2 separate regions of the Zea mays genome follow, and region 1 is linked to region 2. Evidence: chromatin contacts called from public Hi-C data. All regions are on one chromosome and are shown on one strand. Each heading gives the region's core, a stretch centred on a gene start, on an enhancer-like site or on the middle of the called end of the contact. The rest is flanking DNA. Distances are from core to core; before and after follow the strand shown.

What was found. A called contact is a pair of places that touch in the nucleus more often than the background predicts.
Region 1: a contact with region 2 is called in a Hi-C map of tassel, with 3 times the contacts expected there. The contact joins the promoter of LOC100381811 here to the promoter of LOC100277158 in region 2. A contact is called at or near these places in 2 of 25 Hi-C or Micro-C datasets (ear and tassel).

The regions. Positions count from the first base shown.
Region 1 is chr9:141,024,481-141,030,149 of Zm-B73-REFERENCE-NAM-5.0, reverse strand. LOC100381811 (phytochromeB2) reads left to right here and starts at 1,581. Exons shown (of 4, transcript NM_001174606.1): 1 at 1,581-3,747; 2 at 4,430-5,237. The coding sequence starts at 1,581.
Region 2 is chr9:140,760,081-140,765,615 of Zm-B73-REFERENCE-NAM-5.0, reverse strand. It overlaps LOC100277158, which reads left to right and starts at 3,133. Exons shown (of 5, transcript NM_001350252.1): 1 at 3,133-3,490; 2 at 3,608-3,738; 3 at 4,047-4,292; 4 at 4,390-4,645; 5 at 4,731-5,150. The coding sequence starts at 3,226. The coding sequence ends at 4,954.

The DNA of each region.
Region 1 (5,669 bases), core at 332-2,831, 270 kb before region 2:
TAGCAAATAAATATACATGTATACAGTAGGATGTTAGAGGTACCTTATGATTTGAACACTTTATTTCCTAAATATCAAGACACAAAGCAAGTGACGGAGGGAGATCGTTGTTGCCGCGTTGGCTGTCTACCGCTGGACGACGAACGAGTGTAGTGTAGACGGTAGAATCACGCTGTGCGCTGGTGGCAGGCGAAACAAATGTCTGTGATCGTCGCCCATCAGGCAGCAGGCGAAACAAGGTCACGTCGAACGATAGGAGAAATGATTAAAGAAAGATATATTGTGTCCGTCTAGCAGGCTGCACGCGGCAGGATTTACATTCTAGTTCCTAATAATCTAATTAGAATTACTAATAGATCATACACGGAAAGTTAGGGCCCCAAATAAATGGGGGGCCTGTTCAGCCAAACAGGATGCACCGGCTTGTGCACGGGCCTGATGGTTGTCAACTCTACACCGATATTCCTATTCACCTAGCCAACTAAGCATATATATCTTTGTATTTTATATTCGACACTTAGAAAATATTTTGAAGCACACCGATTTTAAAAAAAACCAAATTCTGTCTCCCGTTTTTTAGAAACTGATTTATGAAAATAAGTTTGGTGGAGATGTTTGAAACTCAATTTCTAAGAAATCGGTTTCTAGTTTTTTCTATACACAATTATCAACATATCTTTTCTCTATTTTTATAAGTGGTGTCAATAGATGTAAATTCTATGAAATCAATGAGAGCGTGATGCAATTAAACAAACACAAGCTAGTTTTAGTTAGAGGAGAGTAGCTTCTTGGTTTTTAAGAACTTGAGAATTTATTTTCTATAAATCAGTTTTTTTAAAATTATGTGCTTCCAAACAACACCATAAATATAAATAGAAATCATAGCAACGTACTAGCAATAAGTAGAAACTATAGTAACCTACAAACACTTTACTATTTAACTTATAGCAAATGTAAATGGATTTATACACGGGAACGGAGGAGTACCCGACGCAAGACTGGTCATTGGATCTTTAAAAAAAAGAAGAATAAATAAAGAAAAAGGAAGCACAATCCCCGTCTTCAGCGGTTAGCTACAAGCCTACAAAGGCGAAAGTATCCGCATCCACTTCAGGCCCCAGCGCGAGCGCAATCCATTCCAGACCTGAACCCCTGCCGAGCCCCGATCCCCTAGTACCATCCCCATCACAGCCATCGTCATCGGCGCATCGCCTCGCGCGCAATATCCTTGGCTCCACGCCCCCCACTTTACATCCCCACTTCTTTATTGGAACAATTGGATCTATACCATTAAAAGATCCAAACTTTAGATATATACCATGGACCCCACGTGTTATTAACTCATGTGGACCCACATGTAAGTGAGATAGTAATGGTATAGATCTAAATTGGTGATCTTTTAATGGTATGGATCCAAATTTTTCTTCTTTATTTTATCCTCGTGAATCAATGAGCGCAGCGAGGAACGGTGAAGCAAAGCTAAGGTATCGGACGAACACATAGGGGGCGAGCGAGCCGACTGACGAGCACAAGACCGGCGGACGGGGCCGCCTAATCCAGTGAGAGCTCCCCCAAGCGCCATGGCGTCGGACAGTCGCCCCCCCAAGCGCTCCCCCTCCGCGCGACGCGTGGCGCCGCGTCACGCGCACCACCACCACTCGCAGTCGTCGGGCGGGAGCACGTCCCGCGCAGGCGCGGGAGGAGGTGGCGGGGGCGCTGCGGCCACGGAGTCGGTCTCCAAGGCCGTCGCTCAGTACAACCTAGACGCGCGGCTCCACGCGGTGTTCGAGCAGTCGGGCGCGTCGGGCCGCAGCTTCGACTACTCCCAGTCGCTGCGCGCGCCGCCCACGCCGTCCTCCGAGCAGCAGATCGCCGCCTACCTCTCACGCATCCAGCGCGGCGGCCACATCCAGCCCTTGGGCTGCACGCTCGCCGTCGCCGACGACTCCTCCTTCCGCCTCCTCGCCTTCTCTGAGAACGCCGCCGACCTGCTCGACCTGTCGCCGCACCACTCCGTTCCCTCGCTCGACTCCGTGGCGCTGCCCCCTGTTTCCCTTGGTGCCGACGCACGCCTCTACTTCTCCCCCTCGTCCGCGGTCCTGCTGGAGCGCGCCTTCGCCGCGCGCGAGATATCGCTGCTCAACCCGCTATGGATCCACTCCAGGGCCTCCTCCAAGCCGTTCTACGCCATCCTCCACCGCATCGACGTCGGCGTCGTCATCGACCTCGAGCCCGCACGCACCGAGGACCCCGCTCTCTCCATCGCCGGCGCAGTCCAGTCCCAGAAACTCGCGGTCCGCGCCATCTCCCGCCTCCAGGCGCTACCCGGCGGGGACGTCAAGCTCCTATGCGACACAGTCGTGGAGCATGTTCGCGAGCTCACTGGTTACGACCGTGTCATGGTGTACAAGTTCCATGAAGACGAGCACGGGGAAGTTGTCGCAGAGAGCCGGCGCGATAACCTTGAGCCTTACCTCGGATTGCATTATCCCGCCACAGATATCCCCCAGGCGTCGCGGTTCCTGTTCCAGCAGAACCGCGTGCGAATGATCGCAGACTGCCATGCCATCCCGGTGAGAGTCATACAAGATCCTGGGCTGTCGCAGCAGCTGTGTTTGGTAGGCTCCACGCTACGCGCTCCGCACGGGTGCCATGCACAGTACATGGCGAACATGGGGTCAATTGCGTCGCTTGTTATGGCAGTCATCATTAGCAGTGGTGGTGACGACGAGCGAACAGGTCGGGGTGCCATCTCCTCATCAATGAAGTTGTGGGGGTTAGTGGTGTGCCACCATACATCACCACGGTGTATCCCTTTTCCATTGAGGTATGCTTGCGAGTTTCTCATGCAGGCATTTGGGCTGCAGCTCAACATGGAGTTGCAGCTTGCGCACCAGCTGTCAGAGAAGCACATTTTGCGAACTCAGACGCTATTGTGTGACATGCTACTGCGAGATTCACCAGCTGGCATCATCACGCAGAGCCCCAGCGTCATGGACCTTGTGAAGTGCGATGGGGCTGCACTGTATTATCGTGGGAAGTACTACCCATTGGGTGTCACTCCCACCGAGTCTCAGATTAAGGATATTATCGAGTGGTTGACGGTGTGTCATGGGGACTCAACAGGGCTCAGCACAGATAGCCTTGCTGATGCAGGCTACCTTGGTGCTGTTGCATTAGGGGATGCTGTGTGTGGAATGGCGGTGGCTTATATAACACCAAGTGATTACTTGTTTTGGTTTAGGTCACACACAGCTAAAGAGATCAAATGGGGTGGCGCAAAACATCACCCTGAGGATAAGGATGATGGTCAGAGGATGCACCCACGGTCATCATTCAAGGCATTTCTTGAAGTGGTTAAAAGCAGAAGCCTGTCCTGGGAGAATGCAGAAATGGACGCAATACATTCCTTGCAGCTCATATTGCGTGACTCCTTCAGAGATGCTGCAGAGGGCACTAGCAACTCAAAAGCCATTGTCAATGGACAACGTCAACTTGGGGAGCTAGAATTGCGGGGGATAAATGAGCTTAGCTCTGTAGCAAGAGAGATGGTTCGATTGATAGAGACAGCAACAGTACCCATATTTGCAGTAGATACTGATGGATGCATAAATGGGTGGAATGCAAAGATTGCCGAGTTGACAGGCCTTTCAGTTGAGGAGGCAATGGGCAAATCTCTGGTAAATGATCTTATCTTCAAGGAATGTGATGATATAGTCGAAAAGCTACTCTCGCGAGCTTTAAGAGGTATTCCATTTTCATTTCTTATATGGATGCTATTGCTTTTATATTATGTTTTGTGAGAAGTGCTGTTGAGGAAAATATTATCTGTTCTTGGTTGTATCTCTTAAGGTATATGACATAAACAAAAAGTGTATGGACACGATGTATACATGTTTATTACACCAAGTATTGAAATTTGTGGTATATATACTCCTGGAAAATGTATATTTGAAGGAGCTGAGCCTAGGTCAGTTGGTTGATAGTGTGGATGTACGCCTAGACCCACATCCCCCAAGTTCAAGTCATTGTCGAGGCTAATTTGTGCATGCATCTTCTTAATTTAAAAGCCCTCCTATGTCAGTCAAGTTTTTTTTAAATAGATATACCCAGTTTCTTAGCCACACTTCTTTTTGTGCACAATTATATAGAAAATGGAGACAAACTAGCAACTACCGTCAAATTTACTCAATCATTTTCACAGTGTTTTTTAGAAACTGGTGCTTATAATTAGCAGATAGGAATGCTCATGTGTGAAAAGTAAGCATATGAGACTTATACCAGAGGTTGTGTTAGCTACTCACAGGAGTACATTGTTTATCCCCCAGGACTATTTTGACCTACTTACCAATGCATGTAGCTAAGCTAAGCTAGCTTTGATGGATGTTCAACTGGGGAGTGCTAATTTGTGAAGTTGCTTCCCATACAGGTGAGGAAGACAAAAATGTGGAGATAAAGCTGAAGACATTTGGGTCAGAGCAATCTAAGGGTGCAATATTTGTTATTGTCAATGCTTGTTCCAGCAGAGATTACACACAAAATATTGTTGGTGTCTGTTTTGTTGGACAAGATGTTACAGGACAAAAGGTGGTCATGGATAAATTTATCAACATACAAGGGGACTACAAAGCTATTGTACACAATCCTAATCCTCTGCTACCCCCAATTTTCGCATCAGATGAGAACACTTCTTGTTCAGAATGGAACACAGCCATGGAAAAACTTACAGGATGGTCTAGAGAGGAAGTTGTCGGTAAGTTTCTTATTGGAGAAGTGTTTGGAAATTGTTGCCGACTCAAGGGCCCAGATGCATTGACAAAGTTCATGGTTGTCATTCACAATGCTATAGAAGGACATGATTCTGAGAAGTTCCCTTTTTCATTTTTCGACAAGAATGGAAAGTATGTGCAGGCCTTATTGACGGCCAACACAAGGAGCAAAATGGATGGTAAATCTATTGGAGCCTTTTGTTTCTTGCAGATTGCAAGCGCTGAAATACAGCAGGCATTTGAGATTCAGAGACAACAAGAAAAGAAGTGTTATGCAAGGATGAAAGAATTGGCCTATATTTGCCAGGAGATAAAGAATCCTCTTAGTGGCATCCGGTTTACCAACTCTCTATTGCAGATGACTGATTTAAATGATGACCAGAGGCAGTTCCTTGAAACTAGCTCTGCTTGTGAGAAACAGATGTCCAAGATTGTTAAGGATGCCAGTCTCAAAAGTATTGAGGATGGGTCAGCATTCTAAGCTTTACCCTTATGCTCGCCCATTCTCGAATATTTGCATTGAATATTTACATTTGATCATTCATATTCGTTTAACTTGAGCCTGGAGTAGCCTTAATCTAAATTTTAGTTGGTGCTAATCTTGACTGGTAGATACAGAATTGAAGTAGGAATTAAAGTTCATCAGTCATTAGACTGTCACAGTTTGTTCTACTGTCTTTGCAGTTCTTTAAATAAATATCCCCTTGAACCTAAGTTATTGCCTACATTAGACGAAGATCCTTGTTTTCTGTACTACCCTTTAAGACACTTTTGTTATTACCCCTTATGGTACTTGTGCTCTTGCTCGGACGATATTTGAAACTGTGTAAGATCAGCAACATTTGCCAACATATATTTTAGTTATATGTTGCAAATATGAAGGCAGTTCAGATTTCTGTA
Region 2 (5,535 bases), core at 1,884-4,383:
ATGACCTATAACAGTAGTAGTTCTTGGTTTATGGGGTCGTAAATTTTGTTTTGCGCTATTGTAGCCTCCCCATAATCCTCCAATAGTATCGGAGCTAGGTTATGCATAGTTTTTTGGTCTGGATCTAGGTTTATGAGATGGATCTACTTGATGCATGGTTAGATTAGATCAATTGGTTATAATGGATTGAAGTAGATCACATTGGATATGACCGAAGAGATCATTTCGTCCTTCTCTGTTATGTGCGTGACTTGCCCCGACCGGCTAGAATCGCCATCAGGGCTAACTATATACACAACCATCAGATTGACGTAACGAATCGACGTCATTAGTGTAATCTTCTTCTAGTCAAAAGTCTCAGATTTGGGTTGATTTGATCAATCACATGGGATTTCTGGTGCAAATTCCATACGTACGATGCATGGAATCCTGTAAGGTTTAAACTTCGCAAAACCCAGACATTTGAGGGTATGATAAATATATATGTATAAAATATGAAGCAAAATATATTTATAATGAGTCTTTGACATATATAGAATCTATACCATTGTATAATCCACTAGAATAAACTTTGCAAAACCCACTCAACCAAATCACCCTTACACCCGTAACAAACTGCACACAAAATTAAACACCATCAAAAAAAATGGTTCAGATCACTAGATAACCCCTCTCTCTTACTCACTCAAATATAATGGACAATATTATTTGGATCATCACGTATCCCTTATCTCTCCCCTCTCCCTCCACTGTGACCATGCTGCCAAGGAAGCCTATTCCTGTCAAAAGGCAATTTAAAAATGTCGCTGCCCCAAAGTCGAAACTGAATCACCTGCGATGCAAGGATGTAGAAGAGCAAGGCAGGTAGGGTGTAAATTATATAGATAGTATCCGTATGTATTCGAACTCAGTTCGTCTAAGAGGGCTGAGATACAATTTGTAACTGAGTCCGAGTACTCATCCATATTCTTATTCTTAAAGTTGGATATTTATGATATCGATATCTATTTAAATTTTATCCAGCACAACTTGATAATATTCATATCCGATTTGAATTCAAAGAGAAAATATAAAAATAAATATGAAACGACTAATATACGTATGTATCTAACCCGATTACACCTTTGAATGTAGGCCACCTGCGAGGCAGCTTTGAATACCGTTGTTCTTTATACTCACACATTCTTACATTTTATTTCAAACTCTACTTTATAAACTGTAGTCTACAGTGCAAAATACTGTGTTTTTATCTGCTCGCTATAGCCTTAGAAAAACGAAAGTGATGTTTTACGCTACACTGGCCATTGGTACGGGCGTAACGCGTATGGGTCGCGTGCTTGGCTCGCTGCTCCGTTTCGAGAACAGGGGTCAGGGATTCAATTTTCTTTAATTACATGTGCAGTAAAGAAGCTAGTAGTAGTGTAGAAGCACTACCGTGGACCACGGCGCAAGTGCAGCAACTTGCATCGAGCATTATGCCGCGAGCCAGTAAATGGCATCCCTGCAATATTCAAACCTGCGTTTGATTTCCAAGACAATAAGTTATAATAAGATCGTGACCAGTAGATATGTAGTACACGCAGTCACCGAAACAACAGCCGGGCATCTGCTGCTTCGGATCATGTCCGATCCAGGCCTCCACGGCTCGAGACCAGGCTGGCGACGCCGCCCTACGCTCCAGAAATGTGAAATGGAATGAATGCTGCCATCTAGCCATGCACGGACGCTCCTAAGACTATCTCCAGCTGTATTCTATCTCACTTCTTGCTTCAAACTCCATCCTACAAATAGTAGTGTATTACACTTGCACACGGCACACCCATATGAGCGTCTTACTGGAGTTGGCCTAAATACATTTCGGACCCACACAATAATACAAGACCGGTGCCAGCGACGCTCCGACGCTCGATTATGGCAGGATATCGAGCCACCTCGGCTTGGTTCGGTAGAGTTTGAACTTGCTCGTTAAAGTAACGAGCCGAGACAGAGAACCAGCTCAACTCTGCTAGTTTGTGAGCTTGAATTGACTTGTTTAGCTCAGGGCCCACCCCAAAAAAAACAATATACATCTATATAAAAATATAATCAATTATTAGTTAAATGTAAACTAATTTAACACTACAAAAGAATAATAATACTCACAATTTCACATACCACATCAATCCAATATCAAATTAATAAAAGTGATCACTTATTAGTTCATCCAGCACTTACTTTGTTTTTCTAACAAATGATTGCTCGTTCAAGCTAACAAGATAGCTCGAGCTGGCTCATTTCGATTCAGTCGCTTTGAAACCTTTCGAAGTATAAACGTTTACGGACTTACTCAACGAGCAATCTCCATAACATCTCGAGACCCTATCAATCTGGGATAAGTATTCTTCGACGGTTTTATCCCATCCACCATCACCGAGAGAAAGTTTCTGCTCGTCCTCATGGTCTAATAACCCCCCAACCTCTCCTTCCTTTCCATTATGCCCCTCCTCCATATCCATACCAACCGAGTGTTGATGCTCCTCTTTCTATTACTAACCTCCAACGACCAACGCGCCACCTTCTAGCACTGATAAAGCCCCTTCCATCGATGCTTGTCCTCCACAACCCTTCACAGTTTCACTTATTAAATTATCATCACCCATCTCAAATTTAACATATAAGATTGCTCTGTATACAAAAGAACACCTTCCACCACTTTCACCCTGTTCGAAGGGTGTTCTTTGCAAAATATACAAAACAACTAAAAAAATGGTAGATCTAATATGGATAGTGATGATTTAATATGAGCACAAAATATGTTTCTATTTTCTACCATGGAACATACCCGATGCACATAGGAATCTGGTGCATATAATGCATATATTAAATCCCATTATATATTCCTCCCTGCAACATTTTGATGGTGGGCTGAAGTATGTGTGTTATGTACACTAAACTCTTATATACACTAGATATGTTTCTCCCTTCAACTCTTTGGTTGCGGCCTGCGGGCTATGAGCTGGAGTATGTACATCATGTACACTAAACTCTCGTATACATTAGATATGTGTATATGTTTCTCTTAGACTCCATGTTTGTCGCGCTATATAAGTAGGCAAGCTTTTCTTAACCTCGACATCAACATCCTCCTCCACCCGAACCAATCTTGTAGCATTTCCTTCCGCTGCGAACACCCAAACGGCAGCTTTCTACTAGGGGAAGAGAAACGTTTTCTTGTCTCAACGATCGATGCGTCGACCGCACGAGCAGCTGCCTAGATTGGCGTCAGGTCTCGCTCTACTGGCCTGCCTCGCCGTGCTCGCTCGTTCTCGCGTTGCCGGCGCTGGTGGCATGCCGGCGACCTTCATCTTCGGCGACTCGCTCGTGGACGCCGGCAACAACAACTACATCGTCTCCCTGTCGAAGGCCAACTTCCCCCCGAACGGCATCGACTTCTTGGGCCACCAGCCCACCGGCCGGTACACGAACGGCCGGACCATCGTCGACATTCTAGGTGCCATGCGCACTCAGTCTCTTTGCCTGATCTTTGGTGTCGCCCGTGCATTGCATTGCTCGCCAGAATGCATCCTGAACATCTCCACCCTTTCCCTTCCTTTGGACCATGTTTCAGGGCAAGAGATGGGACTGGGAGGGTTCGTGCCGCCGTACATGGCCCCGGAGACCACGGGCGACGCCGTGATGAGAGGCGTCAACTACGCGTCCGGCGGCGGAGGGATCCTCAACGAAACCGGCAGTATCTTCGTCAGTACATGGCCTTCCACTGGAACTGTTGTGTGAAATCCTCGTGCTAGTCTAGCAGCAGTACTACGTACCACAAACATGTGTTTTACCCCCCAACGCTTAGCTAGCTTGTTCCCGCGTAACTTCGGATCATCGCGTCTGCGTGAGTTAGTTCTTCTCTTTTGCGTGAAACACAGAGCTATCAATTAAGTAACGAATCTACAAAAAGGAATCGATTTTAAATTTAAAAAGAAAAGAAATCATTTTGAATGGGAGACACAGGCAGACAGTACGGTTGCCTTGCCTTAACAAAAGCTGTTGCTTGACAGGGTGGGCGCCTGAATCTGGACGCCCAGATCGACAACTACGCGAACAGCCGCCACGACCTGATGGCGCGGCACGGGGAGGTGGAAGCGGTGAGCCTGCTGCGGGGCGCGCTCTTCTCGGTCACCATAGGCTCCAACGACTTCATCAACAACTACCTCACGCCCATCTTCTCCGTGCCGGAGCGCGCCACGACGCCGCCGGTCGCCTTCATCAGCGCCATGATCGCCAAGTACCGCCAACAGCTCACCGTAAGTTCCTCGCTAGCTTGCAGCTGCGCCTGGGCAGTCGTCGTCAGGCATCTCGCAATGCCACGCCTTGTAATTCGCTCTGCTGTGTGCGTTGCAGAGGCTGTACCTCCTGGATGCCCGCAAGATCGTGGTGGCGAACGTGGGGCCGATCGGCTGCATCCCGTACCAGCGCGAGACGAACCCGTCGGCCGGCACGGCCTGCGCCGAGTTCCCGAACCGGCTGGCGCGGGCATTCAACCGGCGGCTCAGGGCCCTGGTGGACGAGCTGAGCGCCGCCCTCCCCGGCTCGCGCTTCGTCTACGCCGACGTCTACCGCATCTTCTCCGACATCATCGCCAACTACGGATCCCACGGTAACGTGAAGAAATTAATCGGGCTACTCGAGCGGCTCTAGCCTAGAATCACATGGGTATTCGGATTCTTGCTGTGCTCGTGCAGGGTTCGAGGTGGCGGACTCGGCGTGCTGCTACGTCGGCGGGCGGTTCGGCGGGCTGCTGCCGTGCGGGCCGACGTCGCTGTACTGCGCGGACAGGTCAAAGTATGTGTTCTGGGACCCCTACCACCCCAGCGAGGCGGCCAACGCGCTCATCGCCCGCCGGATCCTCGACGGCGGACCCATGGACATCTCGCCGGTCAACGTACGCCAGCTCATCGTCACTTGAGTTCAACCGTTGGATCACCAGCCGGTGCTACGGCTCAGCGCTACATATTGATTTGCATTCACTTTTTCCGAAAAGAGATTAGTTTGCCTTTTTTCAACAAAAAAAAGAGATCAGTTTGGGGTGATTCAAACTCCGGTGTAACATCATTTTTCGTGTTTAGATAGCTAGTAGTAGGCAGTAGCACAGTATCTTATCTCGTGCGCGTTGTTCTATTTTTATCTCTGTGCCGTGCGTTCTAGTTCACCATTTGAACTCTTGAGACGTGAACTTATGAAATGTTTTAGGGGTTGTTTGGATACATCAACTAATTTTAGGGGTGTTTGTTTTCTAGGGACAAAAATATAGTTAGTTAGAATTGTCAAACACCCTCTATTTTAGTCCTAAATTGTCAAATACGTAAACTACTGTATTTGATAATTTAGAGATTAAAATAAAATAAAATGTTAGATTAAAAATTAGTCTCTATAAACCAAACACCTCTTAGTATATATCATATTTAGATCTTAGTTAGAATTATTAAATATGACCTAATTACAAAATAAATTACACACATGTAGACTAAACTGTAAGACGGACCTATT